Regions from separate parts of the Gasterosteus aculeatus genome. Here region 2 is linked to region 1. Evidence: chromatin contacts called from public Hi-C data. All regions are on one chromosome and are shown on one strand. The core of a region is the stretch at or near the end of the contact, and the rest is flanking DNA. Distances in the headings are between cores, read along the strand shown. Region 1 holds the start of plxna1b (plexin A1b). Region 2 overlaps plxna1b (plexin A1b).

The links. A called contact is a pair of places that touch in the nucleus more often than the background predicts.
Region 2: a contact with region 1 is called in a Hi-C map of liver, with 1.8 times the contacts expected there. The contact joins the enhancer-like site here to the promoter of plxna1b in region 1. A contact is called at or near these places in 5 of 6 Hi-C or Micro-C datasets (liver, skeletal muscle, tail fin and 1 more).

What each region holds. Positions count from the first base shown.
Region 1 is chr17:14,387,840-14,394,342 of fGasAcu3.hap1.1, forward strand. plxna1b (plexin A1b) reads left to right here and starts at 2,478. Exons shown (of 32, transcript XM_040203502.2): 1 at 2,478-2,619.
Region 2 is chr17:14,439,756-14,445,995 of fGasAcu3.hap1.1, forward strand. All of the region lies in intron 3 of plxna1b (plexin A1b), which reads left to right. Among protein-coding and RNA genes, the nearest start is that of plxna1b, 53 kb to the left of the region's middle. Within about 2 kb of position 3,131, at least 6 of the 9 cell types and tissues checked have open chromatin away from gene starts, as enhancers often do.

The DNA of each region.
Region 1 (6,503 bases), core at 1,228-3,727:
AGTCATCACCTGTTCAGTTAGAGCTACGCCACCTCAGGCTACACGGCCACAGGAGCTGCACTTCACCAGCTGGCTAAAACTGCTTACTTTCAAATAATTAGCACAGATCAGATGTTTTTTTTTTTTCCCTTTTGAGAAAGAAGGATCAAGTTTCATGGGCAGTAAAAGCGATGCCACTGGTGAAAAACAAACGCTGGTCATCTGTCAGGTATGGGGGTTAAAACATCAGTTTGTTTAAAGGGCGCATTAGTACCGGTTTATTTGTTATCACTGTTAACTTAATTTTTACATCATAAAAGCAGTATCCACCTGTGTTTTGCATATTTTTAGGAGAATGTGGATGTGTCGACAGTGTAGATAAAAAGGCTAAAGAAAACACGTTTCTTTGTTTGTGGTTGCACTGCACTAACACACACATCCTTATTTTGTTGTTTCTATGTGAACATATGTGTGTGTGTGTGTGTGTGTCTTCACAGATTTCGGTTTGTGTATTCACTGTGTTCTTTCCAACGGCAACTGGGACTCTTTTCTCTCTGATCAGTCAGTTATTGTATCTCTGTCTTCACTTTATATGTTTGTTCTTTTTGCCAAACACAGTCCCATTAATAGTGCATGGATAAGAAAGAAAAAGGCAAATAGAGAGCAAACCAGCAGCAAACCACCAAACTGCCATGCACGCCCTTATTTAATATTCTCTGTGCTTTCAGCCCAAGCTGCTCGTCCTGTGCACTGTCTAGTCAAATCATGACGGCCAGGATTAATCTGTCTCTTTAAGAAAAAACACCTTCAACAAGTATATAGAAAAGGAGAACCGTTTTATTAAAGCACATGTCGGTTGCTGTGTCTTTATTGTGGCTGTATTATAATTCGCTACGTTAAAATACAACTGGGTTCAACAGAAAGGAAACAGAGTCCATTTTGCATGCATGTCTTTTCATCCTGGCTTGCACAGAAATAATGTTGTGCTCAGTCGGATGCATTTTATTCTGTTTGAAAATATTCCCATGAGAATTTACAGTGGGCCTGAAGAGGAACTGGATGGACGCAAACCACACTAACTCCGAGCTAATCAATGTGTTAGTGTTTAAGTGCATGATAGGGAGCCGCTTTGTCCAGAGGCCTTTCACATGGTAAGTGAGTCCTAATCTCTCAGCAGTACTATGGCAAAACCAACCATTTCTAATGGCAAACAGTGGGCTTTTGGAAACTATTGACTGCTGGGTGGTGTGAGAGACCGTGGGGAAATGTCCTGGCAAGTGCTGCAAATTCAGCTGCTCTTTTATGCACATAACACACACAAATGTCTTTGTCCGTCTCAATCAAATATACACTACCTCTCTGAAACACACACAGACACACACACACGCTCCCTCACACACACTCAGAGTACGGGGCCAGGTGGTGTGGTTATTGCCAGATCTTGCTCTCTGCTCTCCTGAGTGCAATTGGTAACCTGAGCTGCCTGTTTGAATAGCTCAGTTATACCAAAAGCTTCCTTGCCGCAGAGATAACGTGGAACAGTGCCCAAAACGCAATTTGTCCCGGCTCAGGTTAGTCATTGACTGCGTGATGAATACTGAAATTGAGCTTTCAAAGTCACTTTAACGGTCTTTTCATAAGAAATTAGGGAGATTTAAAAGTTGGTTGGATGGCCTCACGGGCGCAGCTTGTATCCAAAATCTGTCAACCTGAGTGCAAGTTAGTCAGTGGGAATGTGTCAGCTGAGGGGATGTGACAGCCAGGCCCGGGGCCTCCTCATTTAATTAAGGAGCCCGTCTTGTTTTGGGGAACTCACATCCAAACACGTCTTCCAAGATCTCCCAGGGCAGTTTATATTTCAAACACGATTCAGTACATATTTTGCGTTGATGTTTTCTGATTTAACCTGCATGTGTCCAATATTCTGCCTCCTAGCTAAACTAGCTTTACTCTCGCTACCAATAGCACTCATTTGTCCAGCAAATATTTGTTTTCACCCCTCCCCCTCCCAACAATAGCCTGTAGACCACAACACGCCCTTTGGATCACAATGACAACAAAGATGATTCTGTTAACTGTTGTTGGATTGGTAGTACACATTAACAATGTCTATGATTGACTTATTTAGATTAGCTTCAGGTTGGAATATAACTGAAAGAGAACTCCGTTTTATATTGTACACTACAGTCTAGGCATTATGATGATATTTTAAAAATCTTGAACTTCACTGTACAGAAAATAATATAATATCTCAGACCATATCATGAATTCATCGCAATAACATATGACTGACATAAGTCATCTTCAATAATAACTTAACCAAACCAATAGATAATGGAGCCGAGTCCATGCGCGCGTCCATTACATGAAATAAATTATTTGTGCGAATGAATGAAATGCGTGTCTCCCACGTGTCCCCGTCGGCCCGGGGCCGCCCTCTATAGGCCACGTGCGGTACTGCAGCAGCGGAGCGCCTCCTCCCTCCTCCTGAAGCCGGAGTTGCATTCCTCTCCTCTCCATTCACGCGTAGGGAGCCGCCGGAGAGAGAGCCCCGCCGCTCCGTGACCACAGTGGAATGTCCCGAAGTTTTGGAATTTAAAACCATGGAAAGGATATCTAACCTCCGGATCACTTGAACCTGTAAGTACCGTGGAAACTGCGGCGAAGGATTTTGTTTTTTTATTTTTCACGTGTAAGGAGCGGCGGTTTGTAGGGAGCCGGCTTAAATATTTGTTTCTGTCTCTCCATTGCTCTGTGCGGGGAGTTTGTCGTTGTTTCCCTCCGTCGCCCCCCCGTCCTCCCCCACTTGCTTCTTCTCCGCTCTCGGGCGTCTGGTTTCCCTCACGAGTTTGAAGAGCTCGAGCCTCCAGCCTTGGTTTTGGTTGCAGTGAAACGGGCACGAAGAGGAACCGTAGAGTTCCTCCGATATCCAGTAATGGGCGCGCTTGTGTGTGTGTGCGTGTGGTTGCGCGGTGTTGAACGCGCACTCCGGTGTGACCACCAGTCGGATCGATCCGCAACAAACTGCGGATGGTCTGGACGCCGAACGGCGATTTAACGAACTAATTAAATTAATTCGAACATATCTTACTGAATAATTTCGTGGTTCGCACCCGGGGAGCGAACTATTTTTTGCAAGTAACCCGGATTTGGTGCAGCGCGAGGTGAGTTTTGTCTGGTTTGACTCCGGCCACAGTAAAAAGAAAGCGACTTTTCCTCATTTGGGAGTTCTTCGCCGCACGAGTAACATGTGGAGTTTTTTCTAATAAAATACAAGCTACCGGTGCGGGTACCGAGCCGGCGGAGGGTGCGTGTGGCTGTTGCACCGCCTCGGGAGAGGCAACGGCAGCACACGCACACCCGCGGGCTCAGGTACCCGCCGCCCCGACGCTCACGCGCGGATGAATAGTCCGTGGAGGCTGCGTGGATTTAACCCCCCCCCCCCCCCCACCTCGTTCTTGTTTATTTGTTCTTTACACTTGTACCGACCCTGCATAGGCTTTCCTAAACGGACCTCTAAGGGTGGAGGTGTGTGTGTGTGATTTCTCCTCTGGGTGCTCGCTTTAGAAGAAAAGCAATCGATTGAGCTATTAGCTTTGAATGAATTGTAAATTGCGTCGGCGTGGTGTGAAAGGCGCGTTAACGTGCTAACGAACGAGAGGCGCTTTGTGAGTGCTGTCTGTGGGTGTGTAGAGTGCGCATTGCTTGTCAAGCTATTCAAAATGCTCTCATTGCTCCATCGGATTCTCCTCAGTTCTTTCCCCTTTTTAGTATTAGAAAAAAATAAAAAAATAAAATCAAATTACACTTCCCACGCCGACCCCCGCGCGCTAGTGACCCACGGATTGTGGATTCATAAATCATATTAGAAGAGTAAGGGACATCATTTTAACCTATTTTGATGGGTGAGTGGGGGGGGGGGGGGGGACCAGACTGCAGCCCATCACTCCCCCTCCCCTTCCCTCTAAAACAAATAATCACTGAAATATGAAGGGAGTCCTGGTTTGTATTTAGTAGTTGATACAGACATGGCAGCGTTGATGGATGTATCCTTTGGCACCACCCCAACACCCCCACAGGACACGGGCGTCACGTGACTAACGTGGTAACTCTTTATCAGAAGTGACTTGACCCATTTTTTCTTTTTGTCCCTCAGCCCAGTCAAGCGGCAGCTCCTTATTGACAGTTAAATGCGGTGGGCAGCGGGTTCCCATTTAAATGATGCGGGATGTGAACCGTGACGTGAGTGTTTGTTTAAGAGCCGGTGCCCAGTCCCACGGCTTTAAATCATTCCACGAAGGACTGACAGGCCGCCAGCCGCACAGTGGAGGTGCACCCGACTCCTTCCACCCAGATCCTGACTTCACACCAGTGTGTGAACGAGGGCCAGGAGCGGCGGTAATGGAGACCGAACTCTTTGCAGTAGCGCCGGTGCTACTGCAAAAAAAAGTGGTCGGTGGCAGGATCCTTTGTCTGAGCGGCAGGTTCCGATGGTCTGTGGCAGGTTCCTTTGTCAGAACGGCAGGTTCCGATGGTCTGTGGCAGGTTCCTTTGTCAGAACGGCAGGTTCCGATGGTCGGTGGCAGGTTCCTTTGTCAGAACGGCAGGTTGCAGTGGTCGGTGGTAGGCTCCTTTGTTAGAACGGCAGGTTGCAGTGGTCGGTGGTAGGCTCCTTTGTTAGAACGGCAGGTTGCAGTGGTTTTTGGCAGGTTCCTTGGCAGAACGGCAGGTTGCAGTGGTCTGTGGTCCGGTAGGATCCTCCTTCAGAATGGCACAAGCCGATCTTAGTTTGCCATTTAGCGACATGCAGATTCCATGTTCCATGTCCAACGTTAAATGAGTGTCTTCATGATCATTGGTTTGCCGTAAATGTTTTTTTCTAACTTTATTAAGAATCTAACACAACACAGCAAACTTGCAAATAGCGCAGAGTATTAAATAAAGTGATGTATGTCTTAATGCAATGCTTTAGAAATGAACCCAAAGGGATTCTGTATTTGCTCATGAAGTCTGAAACAGGTAATTTGGCCAATGTTTCTTTTACAGCTGAGAGCCACAGATTTAATTTGTGTGTGTGGGGGGGGGTAAAACGGCGGCCTTGCATGGTATTTCACATGAAAGCTGGCAACCCAGCCAGAAAATGACCAGCAATTTGCCTCAATCTTCCCCAATTATGATAAAAATCTGCCCCACCATATGCAGCGGTGTCATGCATTTTGAAAGTCTGCCCCGTCCCGTCCGGCTGCTGCCGTGAAGGGTAAATCTGTGATGTTCAAACTTTGGAATTCAAGCTGACGTGCACTTTGCACCCCGCCGGTCCTGCCTTTGTGCGATCCCGCCCCCACTCCCCCCCCCCCATCGCATTCCTCGGGACCTTTCAGTGACTGGCGTATTCAAGGTCTAATTAGATCTCAGATGGAGGAAGACCAGAAGAGCTCAAGTGAGAACTGCCACTTGGCTCCCCAAATAACTAGTCTTGTTGTGTGTATTATATCATTTATTTATAAAATATATATATATATATATATATATATATATATATCAAATTAAAGGAGAAGAAATTATTTCTCGCAATGGTCTTTCTCAGTTGGAGGGAAATGCTACTGTTCTGCATCATCTGAACTGTTTAATAGGACTTGATGAGCATAATTGTATTTTTCACTGTGATTCATTGCTTTCCCGCCAGTAGTAGATATATGTACTGTGTTCACAGTGTGTGTGTGTGTGTGTGTGTGTGTGTGTGTGTGTGTGTGTGTGTGTGTGTGTGTGTGTGTGTGGCTGCACTGCAAAATCTTTTCCATTTTCCCTTACCGCTGGACTTTCTTCACCAGCATGAGAACCTCATGTTTAGGCACTTCCTCTCTCTCTGCCGTTCTTCTTGCCTCCAGTCTTTTCGTTCATTCGTCTCTTTGTCTCGTCTCTTCCCTCGTCATCCTCTGCTTCTCTCTCTCTGTGTCCAGACTCTCCTCCTAACTTTCAACTGTGTCTCCGGTACATTTCCAAGGGGATTGCTAGTCTCCCGTGGCTCGGTGCATGCAGAAGAATTCACTGCGAGTGCAAGAGGAACCACTACAGGGTTTATGCGTGAGAGTGTCGGGTACGCAGAGGCCTCCTTGGCACGGCGGCGCCGTGATGCATCAGCTTTCATATCATAGCCAACGGAGATGCTGTGTTTTTATTACATAACTTTTCATTTGTGTCAGTCTTGCTAAAGAGGTTAGCCGTGTTGCCGGCGCTGCGCTCCCAGACTGTTTTGCTTGGTTCTCTTGTTTTTCTCCAACACCTCTTTTCAAGATCCTGCTTGGGTTTTTACTTCTTTCCGTCCTGGTTTCTCTCCCGATTCTCTGTGTTGTCACCTCTCCATCCTTTTCCCATCCTCTCTCTCTCTCTCTCTGAGTGTTTTTTCTTGGTCTCTGGGGTTTGTGTGGCGCCCTGCAGCGAGGGAGCTACAAAGCAGCAACAATATTAAAACGCACTAAAGAGGGACCAGCAGCAGGGCTCTACCCGAAGGCCCTGTTATAGAG
Region 2 (6,240 bases), core at 1,881-4,380, 53 kb after region 1:
GTGACGTTAAGATGATTAACGTTGCTGTGTATGAAAACAAATTCACATTTGTGTTCACGGGCGCCACGTCTGCGTACAGTTTTTGTATTCGTGAACAAAAAATGCCATCACTGGAATCATTTTGTGTTTGTGTGTAGTCACATGGTTATGATGTGCTTTGGCAGCATTTCAAGGGACACAATATTTGAGCGGGGCATCGAGTTCACTGTCTCTCTGTCTCGTGCACACTCCTGCGCACACACACACACACACAGAAATACTCTCGAGACACACAAACAACTCCAAAGGCAACAGCCCCCTGCGTTTATCCTTCTCACACAGCATGGTGGCGTCTCCTGCCGTCTAGCTGATTGCTCCCCCACCCGGTGTCCCCCAAAGGGTGAAGCTCCAGCCTGAAGCCTTTCCACAATGTTAGCGGGCTTGCTAACTGGCACCCAGCCTTCCCGTCTTTAGCCTGCTCTCCTCCTGACCACCGCTAGCCATATTGCACTGAGCCCACGGCTAATCCCGTTAGCATAATAGTTAGCGGAAAGCCTATCCCCCGTGTTGGTCTAATACCCTCTGGCTAATCTTTGAGCGTAACAGTTGGCTGAAGTGAACCCACTTGTTTTTGTTATTGGCTCTTTGTGCACGGGTCAGCAAATGGTGGAGTTCAGATTTAATTGAATGCTAATTAAGGGAGTAACTCGTTCCGGCAGTGGCTTGGGTTCTTGTTTTTAGCGTTAGCAGAGCTTGCAAAGAAACACACATAATGGCTCCATTATTGGTGCAGCTGACCTGGTGGCTTCACCACTTCCATCTGCTAAGCCCCTAAAAATGATGAATTATGCCTTTAAGAGGAGGCTCTCTTCGCACAGTGTTATTCACTGCTTTGCAGAGGGCTATTTCTTTGTCGCCGCCTCCCTCTCTTCGTTCCTCTTGCATTCCCCCTTCTCACGGTTCTGAGTGATTCAGAGAGATCTCATCTTCTCCTCTTCATGGTAAAATATTTATCCATCCTTTCCTGTTGGTACAAATGTATCAAACTGATGGAGCCTTTAATTAGTCATGCATGCGTCCATCTCTTATTCCTATCTGTCACTTGTTCCCCCTTCAGCTCTAGTCTCTTCCACCCAGCCCCTCTGTTTTTGTCTTTGATTTACTCTTCACCATTGCTTCTTTCTTTCTGCTCCTCTCTTCCCTCCATGGAATTAGTCATTAGCTGACTGACTGAGCTTATTGCATCTATTCCCATGGCTAGAATTTGTTTGTGCATCTTCTTTCTCTCTCTGTCTCCCACCGTCCCTCCCCCTCCACCCTCCCAATCTTTTCTCCACACCATCTCCCCGATGAAATGATCTTGGCCACATATACCCGCATGGCTTTCTGAATTAGCCATCCTACACATACTCTCCCGGGTCCCCGCCATACCTTCTCTATCACCTTAATTGCATGGTGCCATTTTAAATTGGCTAACACAAATTAAGGCCTCACTATATTTTTTAATTGGTCATTTAGCTTGGCTACTGTTTGAATGCGGTGTCTCCCTGGGAATGGTTTGATTGGCCTCCCACTACACATGTGGCCATTTTGGGGGTAGTTTCGTTCTCCCTATGGGTTGATGATCTGTCCAGCTACTGACACCTTCCAGAGCCAAGATGGAAGGGTGTGTGTGTGGTGTGTGGGTTCGAGGAGGACTAACAAATGGCGAGGGGAGAGAAATTCTCCTCTGCCTACCCTTCCCTTTCTTTTTACCTCTCTTTCCAACCATATTTACTTCCCTCGCCTTCTCCACTCCTCTGTCCATGTGTTGCTGGTGGATTAAGCTAATTAAAGTAGCGTAAATAGAGTCCCCGGAGAGAAGCTGCACATGTGTACACATTTACACACAAACACTCATTAACGGCTGCAAGTACACAGATGCCCACCATAGGCAAAGCAGGCCGGCATCCAAGGGCACCATGCTTTATAGTGGTGGCCATTATATGGTCCTGTGAAAGCACTGTGTGAATACTTTATGGACTACTTTCTTGCTCATTTTCATTGGATTTCAATGAATTCTGTGCAATTATTTGTCATCTGTAAAGGACTGAGCTGGAGACCACCGAACTGTTTCATGCTAACCCTGCATCCGCCTGTGTTCACTCCAAGCTTCAGCCCAAGGACTCCCAGCTTTGTCTTATCAACCACAAGAGCCTTTTTCTGTCCATTTCTGGGTCACTGGCAGGGAACTAGTGGCCCAGAAATAACACCAGACCCTCTCACTTAAACATTGGTTTTCTCTGTTTATTTATGTGCGCATGCATGATCTGAGAGAATATGGCCTGATAAGTCCTGTAGTCTTCGGTTGTTTTTAAGGCATGATTGAGAGCCAGTGTGGAAGCTGTCTTACCTTTATGCGTACGAACAAGTCTGAACATATGCCGTGTGTGTGGCTACCAACTGAAGCTTGAATGTCAAACGAGAAAATGTACTGAAGGAAAAAAACTGGGCGGAAGAGATGAAGGAAATCTGAGGACGGAAGGAACTCCTTCATCCTGTCATAGAGAAGAACAGGAAGAGAGGGAACGCTTTGTCTCTTGGTTGAAATTCCTTCCGGATGTTTCTGCTATCCGGATACTGGCTGGTGTCTTTGGAAAACTGCCTGCTTCCAGGGAAACCTATTGGATTACTGATAACCTTGGAATGGATAGGGCCAGCACTGAAGGGTGTGTACAAGAGAGAGGGAGGAGAGAAAGTGACATGGGCTTCTTCCTCAATTGTCCCTTCAGTCTTCTATGCTTTCCCTTTACTCTTTACGTGCACCTCCATTGTATTCCCATGAAGTTAAATCAATGATCAATGAAGTTTAAGCATACTTTTGGCTTTCATTCTTCCCTTTAAATTGTATTTGTCCCCCCCGTGCCGTGGTGAGGGGATAGCTCTTGGCTGCACCAATGCCCCCGCGAGAGACCGGCTTTATTATTGCGAGGACAATATTAGAGGGTTTCGAGCTCACAACAATAAGCGCGGTCACACCCGAGAGCACAGAATAACACACACCCAATAATAAGGCTCCAATAACATAGGGGTCTTTACTCCAAGTTGTCTACGGATCTCCAAATCCCCCGGTGAGCGGGCCTGCTCTTCGGTTGCCATGGCAACAGTAGTCAGGGCAGCCACGGATGGCGATAGTGAGGAAGAGGAAGGAGGGGAGCGAGAATCAGAGAGGGAGAGAGAGAGAGGGAGCATTGACGTTTGTGTTACAGGCGACAACGTTGGAACTGGGTTGCTGCAGCGATGGAGCGGCATAGAGCAGCGACGCAGCGCTGGGAAGGCAGTTTCGACTGGGGTTGGAAAGAAGTGGGCTTGTAGGTCATGTTTACCCCAGTGTGTGGTGGGGGTGGTGGTGGTGGTGGGTGGGGTGGGATCTTGTGTGGAGCAACAGAGAGAGAGAGACAGATATGTGTGAGAGAGAAATGAAAGTGCAGAGACAGCACACTTGCTCATTAACTCCCCCGGCGAGTTCTTCCGGTCGTCATGTTTGTGCGCTCGCAGAGGAGCTGTGGGTTTGTGAGGACTTGCTCCAACAGGCACCACACACCGAACGGGATTCAGGCTGCGCTCTCTGTGGCTTTGATATCACACAAACGCCTTGACTGGACACAAAATCAATCGACGTGATGTAAAAGTTCCTAATCTGGCGGGAAAAAGTTTAATTTTTATTTAAGAATCGTTAAAAATAGGTAAAATGTGTTTTTTTTCCTTTTCCTTCCCCTTACTATCATTCAAAAGCTGTCTTCACAAAACCTACACAATGCAGCAGTGGGTTAATGCTATTTGGCTGACATGGCCGTTACCATTGCCAGAGAAATGTGAAAAGAATTACAGTAATGGTGCCGCCGGGGGGGATCTTCTCTTTCCTCTCGTCTCCATATACTGTATACTGTGCAAAATAGCGCAGCAGACATCAGATGCACGGCAAACAGGCCGTTAGTGTCAGGACTCCGATGGAAAATCCATAGTTTCATTACAGGCCCGCTGGTATGAATGCGGCTGGGAGGCGACCGGAGCTCCATCATGGGCCCTACGGGAGCCGGAATGGCTGCATTTAGTGACGCAGTGGAGTGAGGAGGAGGCAAAAGGGTCAAGGCTGCCGCTGGGAACGAAGCGTGTTAGAGAGAAGCAGCCAGATAAAGTTCATGGGCAGTAACTGGCACGGCCACAATTGTACCCGACTCACCTTCTTCTTGAGACTCGTGCTGCCCCGCTGCCTCTGTGCGAGTGTGTCAAGGACCTCGCGATAGGATATGACATCAGGGCTGCGGGTCACAACATAATGCCACTTATTACACATATCCTTGACAGAATTTCCTTGTGAGTTCACCTACCGGACAATGGGCTCCCCGTACTAAGCGATGAGTTCTGTTTTCTATAGTTTACCTAATACGCTCAACCCGAATCAGAAATAACTTCTTCTTTCACACTTATCTTTCACTTTCCCATCACTAGAAATCAAGGAGCACATTCAAGGCACAATGCCTCTAAGAGTTATTGGGTGAGTTCATCTGGAAGAAGGTAGCTCTCAGGAGCTCCGGGCGTTTTCTCATCCCTCTTGGTCAATAGAGTTAAAAGACAGACTTTAGGGGAAATTACCCTTCGATTGGACTTACTGATAAAGTGGTGGGATTGTAATTCTTTGTGGCCTTTGAGACCAGAAAGTAAAGATCAGGTGAGACATATTGTCCACACTAATGTGGATTGCTTTGAAAATGTTGTTTATTTGCTAAAGGTTTTGTGTCCACTCAATGCTTAAAGCAGTAGATAAATCTTTCTCTTTCAGTGGCATCTTCCCGGCAAAAAGAGTGTGAATTCTAAGGATTATGCAAACTAATCACCAATTCTAACCCAATTATGTGCGTGTATATTAGTGCTGGGCATGTTAACATGTTGTTATCGTGTTAATGCATTAATTCATTAAGGCTGACACGCAACAGTTTTTTACTGATGAAAAAGTGTGCAATACACTACTTTTCATCCATTGGCGAATAATTGCAAAAATCATACGATTAAAAAGTGTAATTGTTGTCCAGCACTAATATATAATGTGTGTGTATATATATTTTCCTTCCCCTGAAGAACTGAAGAACTCACAGCTGTATGTTTGTCACAATTGTACCTCCATGTGTGCTTAACCACATGATAGAATCTTAAACAAAAAGAAGAAAAACAACCTGATTCCTCTGAGAAAAAGGCAAGTAGGGAGCTGAAGCGTAGGAGAGAAGATCCACACACACACACACACACACACACACACTGATTGCTCACGGCTTTGACTCCTCTCATTGCATCATCTCTCTAATGCATTTGTCCTGCATCACTTTCTACCAGTGTGTATGCTTAGGTGTGTACGTGGCTCTGCGGGGGGGTCTTCAGTAAACTGGTAAAAGCCACAAGGGCCATGTCCTGATGTTCACTAAAAACGTACGTTTGTGCGTGCTTATTCACAGCCCTCTGATTCCCATCCAGTGAAGTCTGTTAGGCTGTGTATAACATCCATCATGGAGGGAATGCACAGAGAGCCACTTTTATTAACAGTCAACCCTGACCTGAATTCTCTTTATTTATGCATGAATAAATTGGGGACTGATTGACATTATGGATGGATCTGCTGAACTAGTATGGATACAGCTTCTAAAATGCACAAACTAGCTTTTTTTGTGTTTTCAAACTTTAAAAGATGCATATTCTGACTTAACTGATGTAGATCTTTTCTCCTACTCCATAGTTATGACCGACACACACACACAAAACATTCGTTCCATATCTTCTCCGCAGAGGAAGCGATGCAGCCATGAGCAATGCAAATTGGGTAAAATGTTGTGGAAAGTGGCTTCTCCCACTGGGACCTCTCAGAGTTATTGTGTGTGTGTGTGTGTGTGTGTGTGTGTGTGTGTGTGTGTGTGTGTGTGTGTGTGTGCTAAAGCACCTGTTCTTGCAGTTGTTGGTGAGTGAACAACATTGTTCTGTATGTGCCTGAGTGCATACAGGCCGCAGTGGCTTACAAACAATCCTCCGTGTGATTTCAGGGTGAGAAGTGAGTGAGAAAGGGAAAAGTGTCTATAAAGCGAGGCAAAATTGAAGGCACCTTTCTGTAAGATCGCACCAATTAGCTGCCAGAAGGGCTTTGGCCATCCTCATCGATGCAGGAAAAAAGAGGACTTAAAGAGAAGAAGATGAAAATCGAGACACAGAGAAGAAGGATTAGAGGGACACAGAGTT